Linked DNA regions of Anser cygnoides: region 1 is linked to region 2. The links are chromatin contacts, called in public Hi-C maps. All regions are on one chromosome and are shown on one strand. The core of a region is the stretch at or near the end of the contact, and the rest is flanking DNA. Distances in the headings are between cores, read along the strand shown.

Region 1 (5,815 bases), core at 1,341-3,840, 190 kb before region 2:
ATTATTTAGAATTATTTAATGAATGCACTATGACATATGTTTTTTATTGCTCAAAGCAATTTTATGTCAACATTACTTCATTACTAAAGTAAAATGGCTGATTAAAGAATACAAGTTAGATGTTTCAATCCTCAAATTCAAAATTAATTTTGGATTTCAAAAAAATTTAAATGCATTGGTTGGCTAAAATGCGTTAAGTCAGGAATACTTTTGTTTATGTATTTATAAGTTGGTGCATATCATTTGAATTAGCAATGCATGAGTCTGACTGTTTTAAAGTCAGCAATCAAAATCAGAAAAGTTTGTGTACCAAGCAAGAGTCTGACCACAGTGCTGATATTTATGTATGCACAGTTTTTTTTTCCACTGTAGTCACCAACAGTTAATTATACTGATTGTAGAGAAAGAAGCTAGCTAGAAATCCAGCATTTTGAAGGCACTCTTACAGTCAAGCTAGTTCACTGTTATTAAACGTTGTATTCTAACTTATACGTGAAAAAATACATAGGAATACGTGTTGACTCAGGAGGTGGCCGTTAATCAAACAGCCAGATTAAATTAATCAAATATACCTTCCTTTTGTTTGATGGTGCATTTTGAAGATATATGTTACAATACATTGAAAAGAATTTACATTTATAATTTAGGAGACAACTGGTTACTCTGAGAGGCACAGTAGTAGAATTTCTCTTATGGCATGTATTTTAGCTTATCAGCACACAGGGAAGATAAAGTTATTAGTGCATTGGAAAAAAAGTCTTTTCCACATTAAGCTGGTGGTTTTGGGTCTGTAAATGATGTGGTATAATTTCCTCCCATGTTGCTTTTAAATAACTGTGTTTTACGCAAGAAGGACTTTTCTCGCCATGGATGCAAATATTTGGAGATTATTTTGAGGTTGTTTGTAAGGTGGGTTAAAATTCCAGCTATGCTGGAATCAATGACAAAATTAATTACATAAGTCAAGAAGGACTTCAGCATCACACTGTTGTTGTGGTTTTCATATTAGCTAATGAGATCAGTGGTTGGCTAGAGCTTTCTAATTGGTAAAATCATTTTTAATGAGGCTTTAATTAAATAATTTCTTGTGTAAATTTGGTTAATATATCAGTTGCAGATTAGCTTAAAATAAATGACTTTGTGTTTTCTTGAAACCTATTTCTGGATGTCTAAGATCAGCGTAAAATGCTACAGTTTCACAGCCAAGGAAAAGCAGCTGCTCTGCATGGTTTGTGTGCTAGGGAGTACCACCTGTACCATCTACCTGCACTAGGGAATGGCAGAAACATATTTCTGTGAATTACTTCGGTGTTAATCCATCAAAGGAACATGTGCGATTTACAATAAAACTGTCATAAAAACCTTCACGGTAATTTTTAGCTGCAACTCTCTTACAGACATTTCTTACCTATGCGCCAGTTTGGTTTAATTCATCTGTTTTGTATTCTAAGTCCCATGACAGAGACTCCAACCACATTTGTCCAACCACAGTGTAATACCCGAGAAGATCAATACTTGTATTCGTGCAGAGTTTATTTTGATAGGGTGATATATTGTTCTTCAATAAGTTAGTTTAACACTTTGAAACTATACATACAAATTTATGGCATTCTCTGTGTTTGCTTGATTTGTAAAATGTGATGAGAGGTGAGCCCAGCACAGACGTCAAGTTCTCTAGCTTACAGCTTTGTTATATTTAGAAATGCTTATCCGTAAAGGAGAGCATTACCCTTCTGTGTTTGCAGTCCCTTAGATGAACAGGTCAAACCCTGACAAGCTAAAGGGGCAGATGTGGTTCGATGTGTATGCCTATGGCAGGAGCATGCCTGGAGTCACATGCCCTGCAGTGCATGTGCTCAGGGAGCAGAAGGGGGCTGGAGATCGTCTGGGAAATCTGTGCACTAAAAGTAGATGATAAATCTGGGATGAAAGGTTGACTGTTGTTTCGCTGTGTAGATTACTGTCTTTAAAATAAATAAATAATAAAAAATAAAGCCACTGTAGATACACCATGGCCAACAGCTAGATGCGATCCTTACTCCCAAGCACACTGTTGCTATTGTGTAAAAAGTTTTCTATTAGCTTCATTGATGAAAGCTGTTCTTTTGGAATGAGAGACTGTAAAATGTAATGACCAGGTTTGCCCAAATAAGAAGAACCATGGCATTCTAAGAGCTTAATCACAGTATTATCTTATTTTGCAAATAAAGACTTTTGGACAAATCAATGAAATTATTTGCTTTAACTGAAATGGCTTGCTTTAGCTCACTGAGTAAATTTGTGCTTCACGTGTGCTGAAGGTATCACCTACTGAACAAAAGTCCAGCAGCCTCTTCTTTAGCAGAGATTCAGCTGCGACAAATAAAAGCAATAGTTACTGCTGTATTGGATATCCTTTAGAGAAGCCATGGTATGTGTTTTCCAGATAAAACTTATAGCAATGGATTATACACCCATTGGATTTTATTTTTTCTCTAGTGAGGGCAATTATACAGCATTCTCAATCAGATTTCCTTTTTGATCTTTCAGTGCATTTATTTCCAAATGACCCTGTCATTTCCTGTGTAAAATAAAATCAGACAAGAAAAGGGAAATGACTCAAAACTGAGTTAGATTATGCATACAATATCTGCATGCCACTTAACAAAATCTAAGTTACTTAAATATAGCACATAATTAGTGGAGCTTCACAATCTGATTAATATTCTGGGTTTTAATGCAGCTAGCATGATAGAAACAACTTTGTAAAATATAGACAGCATTTAAGTCTTTAAAAAAAAAGGAACAAACGACTGGCTAATTTAAATGTATTTTTGCATCAGCTAAAGCCTGTAAATCAAACTGCCTGAGGTGATCATATTGCCTAGGAAAAAAAAAAAAAAGGTTAACGCTGAAAGACATGAATGCTTGGTTAGATGATAAAACATACATCATAAATCTAACCTAGTTTGGCAGTCTTTAAAATTTAAAACTTACCTTTCCAGCTATCAAATCCTTTACTTCTCCTTCACTGCAGATCTACAAAAACCTATATATTACATACGTGCAAATACCTGTTAGAAAACACAGTAAGTACAAGGTACAAGGAATTACTGAGAAGCGTTAAGATTGCCAAGTAAATTCATTGCTTTTTGTTTTGTTTTGTTTGTTTGTTTTGTTACTGTTCTGAGCACTTCTAAACATCTAGAAGAACTGCAGAAGAAACAGTGCTTTATCTGGACTGTGGCCATGAACCAAAATAAAATGCATGTAGGGCTAACATACCAGAGTTCTTCAAGAATGCTGTTGTTAAAGATACTGCTTTTACCTTTTGCCCATTCTGGAGGTTTTGCCCTCTAGCTGTGGGTTAGTACACCTAGCATGCCTGCAAATTCAAAGAAAGCAAATGGAGTACACACCAAATCTTGATGTGCAGGGATTCAGTGGAGCAATTCCTATTAACATGTCAGATCTTATAAAAAAAGGTTTAATTAGTTAATACAGGAATTGTGTAGAAGTTTTTATTATTTTCTATTTCTATGGTCAGCTAATTTATTTTGCTTTGATAGGATGATATATTGCAGTACTTTTTTTTTCCAGATTTAAAAATTGTACCTTCTACTGTAGTTCATGTTTTTTGCTGCACTGTGTTGTGTATTTTTGGATGGAATGAGGCTAATGTCTTCTGGGATTATGTCTGCTTTGAAACATTTCCTAATAAAAATAATGTGGTTGGTAAATCTAGTTTTATTCCTAGTTGCTTTAGCCAGCCTGATGGAGTAATCTGCTACTTTATGGCCCAGATGACTAGCTAAGTTTGACTTCTTGAAGTAGTAGTGTACAATGTAATTTTCTTTAGAGATGTCATAGTAGGTCAGGTTGCAATAAAAATATCAAAGATTAAGTTTAATGACAGTGCAGATTCAGTGTTATAGCAGTCACTAGATATCATCCCCTACTTAGAGTTCCAGTTTCCATTAATGCTGTCTTTCCATGTACTCCTTACTTTTTGAAACATTAAGCTTTCAGACTATGTCTGGTATTTATCCAAGTGTGGGTGGTTGTTTTTGTTTAGTCTTTTGTTGTTGGTGGTGGTGGTTTCTTGCTTTAAGTCTGAATAAAATCTCTTCTGTGTTTTGAATTTAAGAGAGTGCATAGAAAAAGTACACTATCTGAAAGCTAATAAGCCTTTCTTGATGGCAAAAGTCCTGAAGTCTGGGACTTCACTTTGATATGTAATCCTCATTAGGTGTTGCACACTAAGATAGGTTAATCAATCATTTTTAAAACAAATTTGCTCAACAATTTTTTGAAAATTGCATTTCAAGAATGTATGAAACCAGAACATTTCTGTAAGCATATCAGTTCACACTAGAGAGACACATTCCTCAACTAATGGAGTGCATGTTTTTCAAAGTTTGAAGATTTCAAATATTTGTAATGCTTAAAAACCACTGAATTGATTTTCTGTAGCTTTGTTTTGTAAATATCACCATGGCAAAGACAAGACTACTTTGAAGGAAATTAAGAGCATAGGACTGGAAGGGACCTCTTTACTTGTCAGGTCTAGTGCTGCCTTCTCATAGGCAAGCATGTATAATCCTCTTCGGAAACTTGTCAAGCTCAAGCCTAAGAAGTTAACTTTTTTGCCTCTGTTATTCCAGTTAGAAAGCTGCCCTGGAGCCTGATTTCTGTAATGGTTATAAAAACTTCAAATTTCCAGGCTAAGTGTATTCACAGCAAGCTTATGTGCACTTGTCCATGTGCCAATTTGTGCCAGTATTGACCTTTAGTTATTATTCCATTCCCAGTATTTATTTTTCTAGCATATAAAGAGACAGCAATCTTATTGTCAGCCTTCATTTAGCTAAATTAGAAAAGCCCGTCTTCTCTAATCTCTGCTTTTATGATAGGCTTTTGATATATAGATTCTTACATACATAGTAGCCTTTAGTCATCCTGTTGGTTGTTTTTTGTAATTATTCCACTTTAAGTTAGTTTTGTTTGAACATAAGTGACTGAATGGCACAGTGTTGTTGTTGAGATAAAAGCAAGGCCCTGTACAATGACATACTGCTTTCTTTTTCTCTTTGGGAATAATCTGCATGATAGGTCCTAGAATCAGTCCACATTTCACACCTGTATCATGTAGCTGTCTTGTAGATCTGCTGTTCTGGCTCTCCTTTCTTACCTTTTTTTTTTTTTTTTTCCTGTTTGAGCTACTCTCAGCGCACTACAGATTTTTAAAAATTGTGTCCCAACAATGTCACCAAACAGTCTGTTGTTAAATACAAGAGTGAATATTCTTCAAGGTCACTCAGTCCCTTCTGTGTGATATTCTTGTCCTCTCATGCATTGATCATGTCTCTCATGTTCCTTTTGTCTAGAAAATTGGTTATCTTATTAAGTAAACTATGAAATTAGTCTGGCATCACGTATCTTTGATAAACCAATGTTGTGTTTTATGCCATTTTTCTTTAATTTCTATGTCCTTACTTATTTTTTCCTTCATAACGTGGTCCTCAAGCTTTTACTACTATGAAGATCAAAACTACAGCTTCAGGAGCAGCTTCATTATTTCACAATTATGAATGTTTAAAACTAGCAAACTGGTACTTGGGCTTTTGATGTCTGAAGGAAAATTTTTGATGTCCTCTACAGAAGTGTGTAGTCCCAAAGACCTGATTACTGAAGTAAGCAGCTGGAGAGCCAGTGGTTTTTGGTGACAAAAATAACTGAGATTTGGTCCTTTGATCTTGAAGTTTGCTATGGCTATAACTAGAGGGATCGTGAAGGGCTTATGATTAGACTGAATGAAAAGTGGAGTCTATTGGGA
Region 2 (5,786 bases), core at 884-3,383:
TTGCTTTCCCGTATCGTGGTCCGTGAATTTGTCAAGAGTCGCACTTACCTTACCTAGGCTGTGAAACCCTCCTGTGTACCAGATCTAGAAAACAAAACCTCACTGACACGAGCTGCTGGATGGCAGAGGGGTCCAGAAAACGGATTTGTGGTTTGCAAGAATGTCAAGAATTTCAGAAATTAGGACAGGAGCCCGTGCTGGTTTGAACCAGAGGTGGCCGGGTCCCGTGCCATGGGCCAAGCTCGGTGGGATGGGTTGGGGTTGTGTGCAGTGGTTGCCCCACCAGCCCCAGCCTCCCCACTGATGAGCGCAGCCAGCGCCCGCGGGCTGGGTCTCTGCTGGTGGCATCCAGCCCCTGAGGTGGCAACGGAGCTGGCGCCTGCTGGGACAGTCCTTCCACACCCCACGGGCACCGCAGCCCTCCTTGGGCATCCTCCGCAGAGCGGAAGCCAGGAGCAGAGGGGCTGGGTTTTGATAACGAAAGAGCTTTCCTGTGGATGCATGTTCACATTGAAGGACGTCACCACCATGCAGCTGAGCGTAGACATCGATAAAGAGAAGTGTGGCTTGGAGGCTTTTTACAATGTGAAAATTGGTTGTGATTCAAACCATCTCAGTTATTGTTCAAAGACAGCATAATCGATACGAAAACAAAAATGGAAACTACTAAGAAACACTTTGCATGCTAGGCATGTCATTAAATTTTCCCGTGATATGAAGCCAAATACAATATATAATGTATCATAGTTAATATCCAAAGGTGGAAACCAGAATAATATACTCATCTACTGTTAAAGATCCAGCTTCTTCAATTAAATACTTTATATTCCTGTGGTAAAACTATATTTAATTGATCGATAAACAGACTAGTAGAACTTAGAACATGGATGTGCCAATGCAGAGCATCCTGCTGCTCCACAGATCATACAGGAACAAAACCGCAGGCTCAGCTGGGCAGAGGCCATAATGTTGAGGACATCTCTAGTAAAGTTGCACTAGATCTGAATCGTGAGAATCAGGGGTTTGGGGATGGGTGGGGGGAAGGAGGGTGGGGGGACAGAGAATATGAGAATCTACAGCAAACACAACTAGGAGCTTGTGTGTTTGGCAAAGCAAGCGTTTCTTGTTTAGGTTAAAACGTGTGTCCTGGATTTGTGCATTTGTTTACGCAAAGTGTCCGCTTTCCCTTTTGATTGTGTCGCGTTGGAGTTTGATCATAGCCTTTGTGAAGCAGAGTTAACACCATGCGGGGCAGGGGGAAGGTGAGCGGGGAGGGAGGCTCCTCACTTGCCCTAGGAGGACACTGGCCCCTTCAGTCTGGGGAGGCTCATCATATGATGGGCAAAACCTCAGGACAAATAAAAAGAAATGGTAGTGTAAACCCCCAACAGAAGTGGTGTGTTATTTGTTTAAAAACTCTTAAGAGAAATCTTGGAAATCTTTTGAAAGGCTATTGAATTCTCCATGGGCTGAAAAGTCTTTTTTTTTTTAATGTCTTAAATAGGGCTTTGTTTGCATTGTTTGAGTTCAAGGGGCCTTATTATTGAATGAAATTGCACAAGCCTGTCTTTGTGCAATCAAACCATTGTTATTGCTAGGTTTGTAAAGGAAACTGTGGAATCTAATTGGCAATAGAGTCATAAATCTATTTACCAAGAGCCAGTTCCAAGAAATGTTGCAAGCTGAACACACTATGTCCAGGATTCAATAGGGATGCTAAAGGTTGTAACGGCTCAGCAGCAACGGCTCACGCGTGCCTTTTGGCTGCAGGCTGAGCCTGACTTCACGAAGCACATCAGCAGTAGCACTTGTCAGTGCAGTGCACTCCTAGCAAGGGCCGAGGTGTGCGAGGACGGCGTTTTTGCAAGTCTGTCTTGGCAACGTGAAGTGTTTGCCTGGTATACCCATGCATGGGAAGTAGTTTGTTCCAGTTCGGGACAAGGCGGCAGCACGTGGCAGCGGTGTCGGGAGCTTTTGGGGCACACCAGGATGCTCCTTGGCGCTGCAGTGGTCAACCAGGCAGCATCGGGGCCGATCGGACAGTTGTCACATTTTAGTGAGAATTCCTGGGAATTCCTGCGCTGGTGTGAGGCCCACGGCATTGGAACTGTTTCCATGAGCACTTACTATGGTGTTTGCTGTAAACGTGGTCGATACTTCACTTGTTCTCTTCCTCCTCCTCCCCTCCTTCCCTGGCCCCATAGTTTTAAATATGTTCTAATAATGGCAGCATAATCTACTAGCTGTTTATACTTTTTTAACTTTCTTTTGTTGTAAATATTGTATACTTTTTGTGATTCAAGTTATGTAGCCTATATGCTCTGTAAGGTGATGATTTGTATATATAAAAATGGCCCAGTAATATTATATAGTTTCCCATTTAAAAGGTTATTGAGTAACCTTTGCGTTAGTTTAAACACTACCAGAAATAAAGCTGAGCCAACTATAAACACTCAATTTTTGTATGTTTTCCAAATTGTACTTATTAATGCTTTTGATACTGTATTATGTGCCAATAGTTTCCCAATCACATAGCAGGCAAAAGATATTTTGTACTTTTTGATCCACTGTAATATTTAATAAAAAATGTTACTATCTGTTCCCTTTTGTGTTTGATTAATAATTCTGTAAACAGCCCTTATCACAATGGGTTACATATTATCCCATCCGACCTTTCAGCCCTCTTCTATTGGCTTTTCAAGAGAAAATATCCCCTCCTGCAAATGATTAGATTAAAGAAATGGAAGTTTGCAATTTCCAAGAGGAGGAAGAGACAAGATCTTCAGTGCCCCTCTATTTTCGCAGTGTGCTCACATTAAAGTGTGTCGTGGTTATGCTGACTGCAGTCACAGCTTTGGATGGGATGACATTCATGCTTAGCCAGTGGCTTTGCTAGCAAATTTGCTCCATTTGCGTCTTAGAGCAGGACTTCTTCCCGCTGGTATGGCAGGCTCAAACTGGGGCCTGAAAATGACCTTCTGTTCTTCCCACTACCACCAAGAGCAAGATTTTGGAGTCGGACGCTAACTGGTGATTTTGTTGATGACAGTAAGCAGCCATCAAGTAAAATTAATTCACATTCTGTTGGTTATTGGGTCCAACACCCCCCCTTAACTTGGCGGCCCTTTGAGAAAGCTGTGGTGCAGCAAGCATGGTCAGAGCACTGGTACGCTCCTGTCCTCTGTAGCCAGAAAAATAATTTCATTGGCAGTATTTCAGGAATGTGCCATTGCTGCCCCACGCACCTCAGCAGCAGGGGCAGATGTGCCCTGCAGTCCTAGGTTGTGGCTTAGCACTGTGGTCCTGGGGAGCGTGGGGGAGCCATCCCCTTCCTAGGGGTCCCGAGAGCTGTGCGCCTGCCATGGTGGTGCCAGAGGTGGCTGCTGCTTTGTGCTCCCACCTCTGGGTGAGGCCATTTGCAGCCCTAGTGAGAGCTGGCACTTGAGCAGCAATTTCCCACTCAACATCCCCAAGCCATGGGTTTTGTCTCGTATGCAGTTACGGTACGGGGTGCCCAGCCTGTGGGGATGTGCATGGTGGGGGATGCTCCCCTAACTGTGCTTCAGGCGGGCAAGCAGAGAGCAGGCTGATGTCACCGTTAGATGAGGCTTCCAGATACGTGCTGTGGTTGAGGGAAAGTCACAAAAAAAGCAACTCTTGTGCATGCGGGGAAATGAGGGGAAATACCAGCTGGGAGAAAAGGCAGACTTTCAGCACACGTGAAGCACCGTAGTGCCATTGGGCACTGTGGAGCTACGTCAAGCATCATCTGGGTTTGCCCGGGGGACACCTGGGTGACGGCCACCCAGAGCCCTGCACCACGGCAGTGGGCAGCCCTGCACTGCCTCTCGGTGAAGGGACTGACCAGGCACCCATGGCCTGGCCCAGCTGCAGCGTCCCAACCAGGTGCTGCCCGAGCCAGTGAGCAGTCAGCCTGTGTTTAATGCCCTTGGCAGATCTCCTCTCTCTTTTGATGTCTGACTCCTTGTTCAATCATTGTTCAGAGCAGGCTGTGCAGTGATGGCCACGGTTTCGGTATGCAGCGTGTGTGAGCCAGCAGAACAAACCTTTCTCTGGTTTAACGGATAATTTTCTGAGTTACTTGTTTTTTCACATTTTGTAACAAAGAGTAAATAGCCATGTCCTATGTGCCATCTCCACACCAACTGTGAAACTATGGGAAAAGATGGGACCCCCCCCCCAGCAAACATCTTCTCCCCTCCACTTCTGTCTTTTCCAAGGTTAAACATTTTATTTTTCTCTAGCCACGTATGACTGAAGGAGGTGGGGGGAACACAGGCACGAAGTCTGCTGTAGCTTCAGAGGCATGTTCACGGTGGAAGCAGCCCTGTCCCCAGAGGGCAGCAGCCGAAGTCACACAGGTGATGGAGCTGAGGAAGAGGTCTGTGCTAACATCACATGCGGGGCTTGCAGGGGACATGGCACCTCCCCTTCATGTGCACCTGGAGCTGGGGTCACTTGAGTTTGGCAAGAGCAAGGCTGGGCAGTGCAGGGGGCAGAAGCGCAGAGGAGCTCTGCTCCCCGCTGTGCGGGGCCGAGGGGCTCTTCCAGCACCACTGCCCATGCAGCAGCTGTCTCCAGGACATGAGGCCTGCTAGTGGTGGCTTCGGCTGTGTTTTCAGTTAGCTTTTTCAATTTGTCCTTTACAGGATTATTTAAAAAAAAAAAAAAAAAAGTATTAAAAATGTTACATGCTCCATCTAGTGTCTTACCTGAGGCATGAGCCGGAGCTGCCATGGGATGGGACATCCTCTGCTGGGGCACTGGGAACCGAGTGGGCCTCTCCCAGGCGCAGAGCTCAGCCCCAAGCCCTGTCTCTGCCGGGGCATCGGCAGCCCCGCTACGTGGGAGAGCCGGGAGACTGCAGCCCTGGGGCACAGCCCAAAGTGGCTGCCATGGGCTGCGGGGGCCATGGTGGCAGCTGGGGAGGGCAGGGAAGGCCCTGCCCAGGGACACTGAAGGCAAATACCAAGGGCTCAGGCCCTCAGCGGTGGCAGCAGGGAATCTGTCCCCTCACATACTGCCCTTTCTGCCAGACCCTGCTGGGGACACAGCAGTGGGGCAGTGGCACCGTCATGTCCTCTCAAGCCTCTGCTTCTGTGCCAAAAGAGGGTTACAAACCCAGCACTGTAATGCTAAGGCGTTGTACTGGGGGAAAATGCGCTTCAAGGACCCGGAAGAGTTTTTCTCACCACGAGCAGAAAATTAAAGAAAAAAAATCTTTCGTTGGAGAATTTACCACACCAAAAATCTTCCTCCTCCTCCTGAGGAGACAGAGCTGCTCCACAGCTGCTGTTTTTCTGTGATCAGCAACAAAACCCTTGGCAGACTCCTGGTGACCAGCGGCCACCTCACGGCGACGCCTCCCCCCTCCCCCCTCCCCTCAGCGAGGCGGCCAGGGGCTGAGGTGCAAGGCACGTGGGGCTGTCCTCAACGGAGGATAAAAGGGAGGCAAAAACCTGCAATTTTCACTCATTTCACTCTGGAATTGACCTGCAGAAATAAAATCAACCCTCAGCGATGTCTCAGGATGTCCCTCAGACCAGGTATGTGGCAGGGGCTGTCCCCAAACCCCTCTGCGGCACCCTCAGTGCGGCTCCCTGGCTGAGGGGGTGGACGTGCCCCAGGCCCCCCTGTGCCACCAGGCCATGCCGTGAGTGACACCGTGCCATGAGGTGATGCTGTGAGGTGACGTGATGCTGCAGGGCTGTGCCAGGCTGTGGAGCCATGCTGTGAGGTGACACAGTGCCATGAGGTGACGCCAT

The links. A called contact is a pair of places that touch in the nucleus more often than the background predicts.
Region 1: a Hi-C map of liver shows a contact between it and region 2, with 5 times the contacts expected there. The contact joins two enhancer-like sites. A contact is called at or near these places in 2 of 7 Hi-C or Micro-C datasets (both in liver).

Annotation. Positions count from the first base shown.
Region 1 is chr7:27,996,731-28,002,545 of Taihu_goose_T2T_genome, reverse strand. All of the region lies in intron 5 of CABCOCO1 (ciliary associated calcium binding coiled-coil 1), which reads left to right. Among named protein-coding and RNA genes, the nearest start is that of CABCOCO1, 22 kb to the left of the region's middle. Within about 2 kb of position 2,590, at least 2 of the 3 cell types and tissues checked have open chromatin away from gene starts, as enhancers often do. A contact at or near this core is called in liver, where this site is marked.
Region 2 is chr7:27,804,003-27,809,788 of Taihu_goose_T2T_genome, reverse strand. It overlaps ARID5B (AT-rich interaction domain 5B), which reads left to right. Exons shown (of 10, transcript XM_067001097.1): 10 at 1-2,602. It overlaps LOC125183431 (a long non-coding RNA gene), which reads left to right and starts at 5,490. Exons shown (of 4, transcript XR_010833031.1): 1 at 5,490-5,709. Within about 2 kb of position 2,133, at least 1 of the 3 cell types and tissues checked has open chromatin away from gene starts, as enhancers often do. A contact at or near this core is called in liver, where this site is marked.